2 separate regions of the Oncorhynchus mykiss genome follow, and region 2 is linked to region 1. A link is a contact called in public Hi-C data. All regions are on one chromosome and are shown on one strand. The core of a region is the stretch at or near the end of the contact, and the rest is flanking DNA. Distances in the headings are between cores, read along the strand shown.

Evidence for each region. Hi-C and Micro-C count contacts between places; a contact is called where the count stands out from the background.
Region 2: a Hi-C map of liver shows a contact between it and region 1, with 3 times the contacts expected there. The contact joins the promoter of zgc:77262 here to the promoter of LOC110533971 in region 1. A contact is called at or near these places in 2 of 3 Hi-C or Micro-C datasets (blood and liver).

What each region holds. Positions count from the first base shown.
Region 1 is chr10:43,780,730-43,785,571 of USDA_OmykA_1.1, forward strand. LOC110533971 (pyruvate carboxylase, mitochondrial) reads left to right here and starts at 3,090. Exons shown (of 21, transcript XM_036990383.1): 1 at 3,090-3,754.
Region 2 is chr10:43,986,286-43,990,739 of USDA_OmykA_1.1, forward strand. zgc:77262 (RNA-binding protein lark) reads right to left here and starts at 2,666. Exons shown (of 2, transcript XM_021618577.2): 1 at 2,153-2,666; 2 at 1-1,939. The coding sequence starts at 1,806. The coding sequence ends at 850.

The sequences.
Region 1 (4,842 bases), core at 1,840-4,339:
CTAACATTTCACATTCTTAAAATAAAGTGGTGATCCTAATTGACCTAAAACAGGGAATTTTTACTAGGATTCAATGTCAGGAATTGTGAAAAACTGAGTTTAAATGTATTTGGCTATGGTGTATGTACACTTCCGACTTCAACTGTTAATACATTGTCACAGTGAACGCTTGTCTCATACATTGTTACAGTTGATGGTTAGCAAGCTAGTGAATTTGAGCCATATTAGCATAGACATGATGTTCAAAACAAGACGGTATCAAGAACAAGATAAAACTATCTGAAATGAGCCTCGTACGATTCCCCACACGGCAGCTTCTTGTCATTGTTGCTAGCTAACTGACCATTCAGAAAAAATAATGCACGCCATCCGGCCACATTGATGTGCAGGCATAATTTGTCAGCCAACCACTCCTAGGAATTATTGGAATTCTACAGTTTTTCAATTAAATGTTTCAAGGAGAAAATGTTATATATTTTTGTATTTTTGTTGGACAGTAACAAAACTTAAAATTATACTTCAAGGAAAATGTTTACATTCTATTTTGTATGTTTAACTCACACAATGTAAAAGTATGTATTAAGGTGTCCGTCTTTAATAGAACAAATGTAGACATTAATAACTGCATTTCTTTAGCAATGGTGGGGGAATGCCAAGATGGATCTGCGGTGGCATTAAAACAGCACCCCTTGTCAGTCATCTAGTGTATATATGTAACCGATGTGAAATGGCTAGCTAGTTAGCGGTGGTGCGCGCTAATAGCGTTTCAATCGTGTGACGTCACTCGCTCTGAGACCTGAAGTAGTAGTTCCCCTTGCTCTGCAAGGGCCATGGCTTTTATGGCACGATGGGTAACGATGCTTCGTGGGTATGCTTCGTGGGTAAAAACCCAGCAGCGTTGTAGTTCTTGACACAAACCGGTGCGCTTGGCACCTACTACCACATCCAGTTCAAATGCACTTAAATATTTTGTCTTGCCCATTCACCGTCTGAATGGCAAACATACACAATCCATGCCTCAATTGCCTCAAGGCTTAAAAATCTTTCTTTAACCTGTATCCTCCCCTTCATCTACACTGTTTGAAGTGGATTAAACAAGTGACATCAATAAGGGATCATAGCCTTCACCTGGTCAGTCTGTCATGGAAAGAGCAGGTGTCCTTAATGTTTTGTACACTCAGTGTATAAATCTTCGCTGTGCACATTGATTGATGTTGGGTATGGCGAAAAGCACACAGTAAATTCCAAACATTAACCAGAAGCATATACTACAAAGCAGAATCAATAAGTTAGCCAGCTAACTTAATATATTGTGCAAAAACGTTTTATTTTTTTAGAAAGATGAGTTGAATGGGCATGGTCTAATTGACTCAACAACCAGAAACAAAGTTTAGGCAAAGACAGTCAGTGGTGGAAAAAGTATCACATTTTCATACTTGAGTAAAAGTAAAGATACCTTAATAGAAAATGACTAAAGTAAAAGTCACCCAATAAAATACTACTTGAGTAAAGGTATTTGGTTTTAAACTTACTTAAGTATCAAAAGTAAAAGTATAAATAATTTAAAATTCCTTATTTTAAGCAAACCAGATGGCACCATTTTCTTGTTTTTTACATTTAGGGGTAGCCAGGGGCTATTCTCCAACACTTGGACATCATTAACAAACGAAGCATGTGTGTTTAGTGAGTCTGCCAGATCAGAGGCAGTAGGGATAACCAGGGACGTTCAATTGATAAGTGCGTGAATTGGATCATTTGGTCCTGCTAAGCATTCAAAACGTATCAAGTACTTTTGGGTGTCAGGGAAAATGTATTGAGTAAAACGTACATTATTTTCATTAGTAATGTAGTTAAGTAAAAGTAAAAGTTGTGGACATTTTAAATAGTAAAGCAAAGTACAGATACCGAAAAAACGACTTAAGTAGTACTTTAAAGTATTTTTACCTAAGTACTTTACACCCCTGAAGACTACAGTATGAAGATAGGCAGTGTTTGCCTTGGACTGAAATAGGTGCCGGTGTTGTGCCGAAAATCTCCCCCCTGCCAGAATCCCCCCTTTGTGTTCTTCATTGCTGCGACTTGCTTGCTAGTTGAGATTTCTGCTCTTCATTCCGTTTTCAGTTTAGCCTACATTTCACTGATCTTAGTAGCAGAAATAATTTTTGTCTGAGTTTTCGGATTGGCTATTTGTTTCAAGTGTATGTGTCGGTTCTATCTTGTATGGCGCCCTGGGCGAACCCCCCCTTCAGCGTCCGCGCCCGCCCCCGTGCCGCTCCCTGCAAGATGCCGCCCTAGGCGGCTGCCCATGTCGCCCGTACCTAAATCCGCTACTGATTTTGTATTAGTAGATAAATAAATCAATTTGGCAAAATTCATCTCTCACATGTCTTATTCGACGAATATTTAGTCTTTGCGTGTCAAAAAAAAGATACACGTCAAATAAGCTTGTTGCGTTCATATTTTCTTACATAGTTGTTACACATTGATTACACTAATCACTAGTATTTCATATGTCACAACATTCATCGATACGTATGCTATGATGCTGGTGAAGTTGTCTCACGCACCCACAGTGCTGTTCATTAAAAAAAAGCTAGCTAGCTCACGGATGCAAACAATGTTCTTCCCCCAAAAGATAGCAAAACGACAATTTGTTTCAGTAGTAGCTAACTATATAGCTAGGTGTCATCATCTAAAATAACCCCCTTTTATAAAACAGCTCTCATTTGATTAATGGTTGTCGGACCCATATATGTGAAACTAGCCACAGTAGTGGACGTTGCAGTTAGCCTTCAAAATAAAGGTATGTCATTGACAGTGATGCAAATTACACTCTGGTACTCCGGATTGAATTTACGAACCTCGCCCTAAATCAAACACTGTGACGATAGGGGATTTTTATTGGAGAAGCAGTTTTATCCTATCACACTTGTAGGCGATGTTGGCTAGTTTAACTCACGTCATTGGGTCTAACGATTCTCGCGCCACACGGCGCATGTGCACGCCGTCAGGCACTCCTTCGATATAAAGTTGTTTTTGACGAAAATGAAAACGTGTCAGTTTGTCACTTTCACGAGGTTTGAGTAATAACATGGCCGACTACTTAAGACACGGCCTCGGATCTAGGTTGTGCCTTTAGATTTAGAGAAAATGAACAAATATGGAAGAACATTTCACTCTTATTGACTTCTCAAACCCAGGACTGGTCTGTTTCGCAAGCGTTCCCGGATGTCTCGCGATGTTGCGTCTATGGGTTTAGAAACTCTGGGGTTTATCTTCCGAATCAATAGCTATTTCTAGTTGTTTTATCAAAGTTAGCTGGCTAACTCATTGATAGTATACACCAAAATACATGGATATATAGATCAGGCCCACTGGATTCTCTATGGCCCCGGGTACGAGCGTATTAATAGGCGTAATCAAGATAACCAATAGCAAGGGGTGGGTGGGCGAGTAGTCTGAGTGAATCAGACGTCTCAGGTAAATAGACAGCTAGCTTGTCTTTCAAACCCCAGACTTTTTTCTGTCATCAACCGTGACTGCAAGCTAGGGTGCACAGAAAACAAACACGATCGGAGGGGGACTGTCATCTCACAGTACCCAGCTAGCTAATTACGTTGATTGAAGAAGAAAGTTATCTGCCAGCAACAGTCAATAGCGACACCCGACACTCCTGCTAACGTCAGATAGACACAGATAGTTAGCTGGGAGACTTTCAAGCCTATTCAAGCGTGCTAACGTTAGGTTTGAAGCGGTAAGGTAAGTTTGCATTAACGTTACAAGTCTTAGATAATATTTTTTTTTGAGGGGGGTTGTCACCCTTGCTTATCCCGAGGTAGTTGGTCAATATCCATCAAATCATATTACTGCAATGTCTTTGCGTGCAGGTACAGAGCAGTTAGCTATCAAACAGTTGTTTAGCTAGCTATGCCAGCTAGCTGATTTGGAGAGTTGGTTAGTGAGGTGGCTGCATCAGGAGTAAAAATGGGTATTGCAGCTGCATCTCTCCAAAATGATGGTGACATTTCAACATTTAGAATTCTCTACCACCTTTAAACGTTTGGACTCAAGCAAATAGTTACATCGATTCTCTATGTTCTGACTCTGACATAATACGTCGAACATGAGAACACTGAGATTGATTTGTTTGCTCTTTCTATCAGTGAAGAACCTTGACTTTGTTGCACTAGGTAAAGTTGCTGGAAGATTCCGTCCCTACAGTTGTGCTTGATTACAATAAGCTGCACTGGGGTCGGACAGCAATGACAGTGTAGCGTAAGACACCATGAAGCACTTGAAAGATATGGCTTGAAAAAACATACCTTAATTCAGGGATGAGAAATTAGTTGTACTCCGAATTGTCCCATTATCCCAACTGTTACACTGGGAAGATTGAACAGAAAGACTGAAATGGCACTAAATAATAAAGTGAATGACATGTCCACCTAATGCCGGACAGGACTGATTAATGACTGCTTGGTGGCTGGCAAGCTTGGTGGTAGGTAGGTTGATGTCATGGTACAGTGGACTGCACCCACTGTGATTAGTGACACATTAAAGCCATCCAAGTACCAAAATACATCTTCTTGGAGGATACAAGGTACTCCTTGAAATGAAGTAACATAGTAGTAATCTCTTGGAAATGAGAGCATAAAAGATATGGCCTATCTTAAATAAAATCACTTTAGGGCCCTCAGCAAAGCTCACCTCCGGCACCTTGATCTGAACTACTCCCCGTATGGGTGCAGGTACAGGGCACCTGCTTACTGCAAAAACAGGACTCAGACTGGTCTTCATACTGTACTGTAGGACTGGGCGATATGACAATATGTTGTGTGACGA
Region 2 (4,454 bases), core at 1,416-3,915, 210 kb after region 1:
GGTGAATGACAAAAACCTGAGTGAGAAGGATTTTAGGGGACTAAAATCCTCAGGAAGAAAATAAAAACGTATTTGAGAAAAGTGTATCAGGACTTGACAACAAAATAAATGTGATAGACAAGTATGATATAAATAACTTACCACTGATAATTACATATCAATTTCCCTTCAAACTGTCTCCAAAAAAGCAGAAATAGTTTTAGTCAATGTCATCCACTCAATGTAGGGCGGGATTCCCCAATAGGTGGCCCGTAATGATTTTATTTGCCGATTTAGGAAATATGTTCACAAGTATATGTGATCATATTCCTATGTAATTAAGGTTTGAAATGATTCTGTTTTTGTCAAATATGATCTGTTTTGGATACTTGAGGTCAATTTTCAGTGTACAAATTATTTATAACTATGTTCCGGCATTCCAACCCTCCGCTGAAAGAAAAATCTGTCCACGGCTTAATGTAATTGGGGACCCCTGATGTAGGGCCGACTACACAAAACATCATTCCTATTCTACATTTTAAAAAATCCTAAACTCCTTCAAAAATTCAAAATATGACATTAATATTAACAAACATTCAAAGACACAAGCTTACCACCTCAAGTCTAAAAATCTGGCAACAATGAAAAACTAATATAAAACGCATTCAAAGACTGCTGATATGGCTGGTGATTATTCATGATCAACAAAAACTGGTCAAAATCAATTAAGTGTGCTGCTTGACTTGACAAGTAAGCTTTATGAATGAACGGTATTGTTCCTATTACCCGTTTTTCTAAAAAACTGCGCACTCATTGCCAACATACTCATACACAACATCTTCCACCGATTTTTTTTTCCAAAAAGTGCCCTTAGTAGCCCCTACCAAAACCATTGGAGTACTTCTCCTCAAAGTAATCATCCTTATCAAAGCCTGAGCCCAGAGCATAGCACATAGAGGAAGGAGGGGGCACAGAGCTGCCACCAACAAAATCTCGCCCGGCACCCCTTCGGGCATAGCTGGCAGAGGAAGGTGGGGGTGGAGACCAGCTAGCCAGTGGGCTGCGCTCCCGGTAATAACAGGAAGTAAGGGGGGGAGAAAGTGGCCGCTGAGGGAGTGGGGGAAGCCGTCGCTCATAAGGATCCTGCTCATAGTAACGTGAGGAGGAAGAGTATGGGTCATGGAGGACACGCCTCTCATAGAGGTCACACTCGTAGTAGGCCCTAGGAGGGGGTGGGGGAAGGGGAGGAGGAGGGGGATAGCGACCACGAGGTGGGTAGTAGTCACCGTGTAGAGCTCGAGGGGGGAGGTAGTGAGGAGCGTCGTGTGGGTGAGGTGGATAGTGGTGAGGGTAGTCATCCCCTCTGCCATTTCTGGCTTGATTGTTGCGGGAGATGGATACAAAGATCTTTTGGCCCTCCATTTTAGAGTGGTTTAACTTGGAAATGGCCTCATAGGCTTCATTTTCTCTCTGCATGTGCACAAAGGCAAAGTTCTTAACAATGTCACACTCTACCACCTTACCAAACGGTTGGAAAAGCTCTCTTATCTTAGCAGCTGTGGTCCCCTCAGGGACATTCCCAACGTAGATCTTGGTGGCATTGCGGACCTTCGTAGTGGCAAACTCCACAGTGATGGGTGCCCCATTCAGCTCATGCTTATGGAGTTCTGCCACTGCCTTCTGGGCTTCCTCCTCCTCATTCATGTGCACGAAGCCATAGTTTTTCAGAATGTCACAGTCTGACACCTGACCATATTTCTCAAAAAGAGTACGCAGTTCTGGTTCTGTGGTTGAGGAATTCACGTTTCCAACAAATATCTTCACCATTTTAGTATGGTAGCTAACAAGACACAGTCTTGACTTAGCTGTTTCAGAGAAAGGTGTGTATCAAGTGTAAATGAGGATTCCTGGAGGACTCTTCTTCAGCACTCACACGGTGACAGAGCAGCTTCTTCAGTCTCTAAAACCAAAATTAAGAGGAGTTAGATAGCGATTAAGATCTCATTAGAAACGTTATAGTAAATTGGAGTCCTGGGGGTTTTCTCTGGCACACTCTTGGCTCTTAGGGGCTAACATTTGCTAGCTTGTTGCAGCCAGGCTAGGGTCGGAGCTGACTAGTATATTTGCTAGTACATTAGCTAGCTGACTGATAGCGAGTTACAAAAGGACTTACCAATTACCTTAGTAGATGTAGATTACTGTAGCTAGAAAAATAGTTTTGCTAGTGTATGTAAGGTTAGCGAGCGAGCTAACTAGCCAACTGAAAAGCTGCCAGCAGTAGGCTAGCTAGCAAGCTAACAACGTTATAGTAATGTTAGATATGTTTAACCGTTAGTAACTAACTACATCAAGCTAAAGTTTCCTAGCTACCTTTTGAGGTTGTTTAGTCTATTTCTGTACAAATTAACTTTAATCTCACCTTGCCAGTTAGGTTACGTAGCTAGCTATGTAACGTTACCTTCCTTGTACTTTGATGGCTTCTCACCAGCCCCACATCGGTTTCCACTAGATAACGCAGCCACAAAGTCCCAATTGTCTATATCGAAAACGTTTTTGAAACTACAAACATGATTTTGTGAATTTAATTTAAGGTTATGCATAAGGTTAACAGTGGGGTAAGGGTTAGGTTTCCAATAAGATTTTAATAAAATCAATTGTAGAAATAGGCGGGGTTTATGTCTTTGTGGCTGTGGTAACTAGTGACTACACCTTCTCACTGACAGCAAATGGCGTGAGCCAGGCAGCAAGCCAGCTGGCTAACTGAAGAAGGAAGAGGACTTTGTCGTGCAGCTGCGTACCAACACCAAGTAAACTGCTCAAAAAAAATAAAAGGAACACTTAAATATCACAATGTAACTCCAAGTCAATCACACTTCTGTGAAATCAAACTGTCCACTTAGGAAGCAACACTGATTGACAAACAATTTCACATGATGTTGTGCAAATGGAATAGACAACAGGTGGAAATTATAGGCAATTAGCAAGACACCCTCAATAAAGGAGTGGTTCTGCAGGTGGTGACCACAGACCACTTCTCAGTTCCTATGCTTCCTGGCTGATGTTTTGGTCACTTTTGAATGCTGGCGGTGCTTTCACTCTAGTGGTAGCATGAGACGGAGTCTACAACCCACACAAGTGGCTCAGGTAGTGCAGCTCATCCAGGATGGCACATCAATGCGAGCTGTGGCAAGAAGGTTTGCTGTGTCTGTCAGCGTAGTGTCCAGAGCATGGAGACGCTACCAGGAGACAGGCCAATACATCAGGAGACGTGGAGGAGGACGTAGGAGGGCAACAACCCAGCAGCAGGACCGCTACCTCCGCCTTTGTGCAAGGAGGAGCAGGAGGAGCACTGCCAGAGCCCTGCAAAATGACCTCCAGCAGGCCACAAATGTGTATGTGTCTGCTCAAACGGTCTGAAACAGACTCCATGAGGGTGGTATGAGGGCCCGACGTCCACAGGTGGGGGTTGTGCTTACAGCCCAACACCGTGCAGGACGTTTGGCATTTGCCAGAGAACACCAAGATTGGCAAATACGCCACTGGCGCCCTGTGCTCTTCACAGATGAAAGCAGGTTCACACTGAGCACATGTGACAGAGTCTGGGGACGCCGTGGAGAACGTTCTGCTGCCTGCAACATCCTCCAGCATGACCAGTTTGGGGGTGGGTCAGTCATGGTGTGGGGTGGCATTTCTTTGGGGGGGCCGCACAGCCCTCCATGTGCTCGCCAGAGGTAGCCTGACTGCCATTAGGTACCGAGATGAGATCCTCAGACCCCTTGTGAGACCATATGCTGGTGCGGTTGGCCCTGGGTTCCTCCTAATGCAAGACAATGCTAGACCTCATGTGGCTGGAGTGTGTCAGCAGTTCCTGCAAGAGGAAGGCATTGATGCTATGGACTGGCCCGCCCGTTCCCCAGACCTGAATCCAATTGAGCACATCTGGAACATCATGTCTCGCTCCATCCACCAACGCCATGTTGCACCACAGACTGTCCAGGAGTTGGCGGATGCTTTAGTCCAGGTCTGGGAGGAGATCCCTCAGGAGACCATCCGCCACCTCGTCAGGAGCATGCCCAGGCATTGTAGGGAGGTCATACAGGCACGTGGAGGCCACACACACTACTGAGCCTCATTTTGACTTGTTTTATTAAGGACATTACATCAAAGTTGGGTCAGCCTGTAGTGTGGTTTTCCACTTTAATTTTGAGTGTGACTCCAAATCCAGACCTCCATGTGTTGATAAATTTGATTTCCATTGATCATTTTTGTGTGATTTTGTTGTCAGCACATTCAACTATGTAAAGAAAAAAGTATTTACTAAGAATATTTCATTCGTTCAGATCTAGGATGTGTTATTTTAGTGTTCCCTTTATTTTTTTGAGCAGTGTATATTCTATCTGTGTCAATACAGTCTATAGTGGCTTCCTTCCCGTAGGAGATTCTCCTCGTCTTTCTTCTTTGGTGGGGTTTATCGG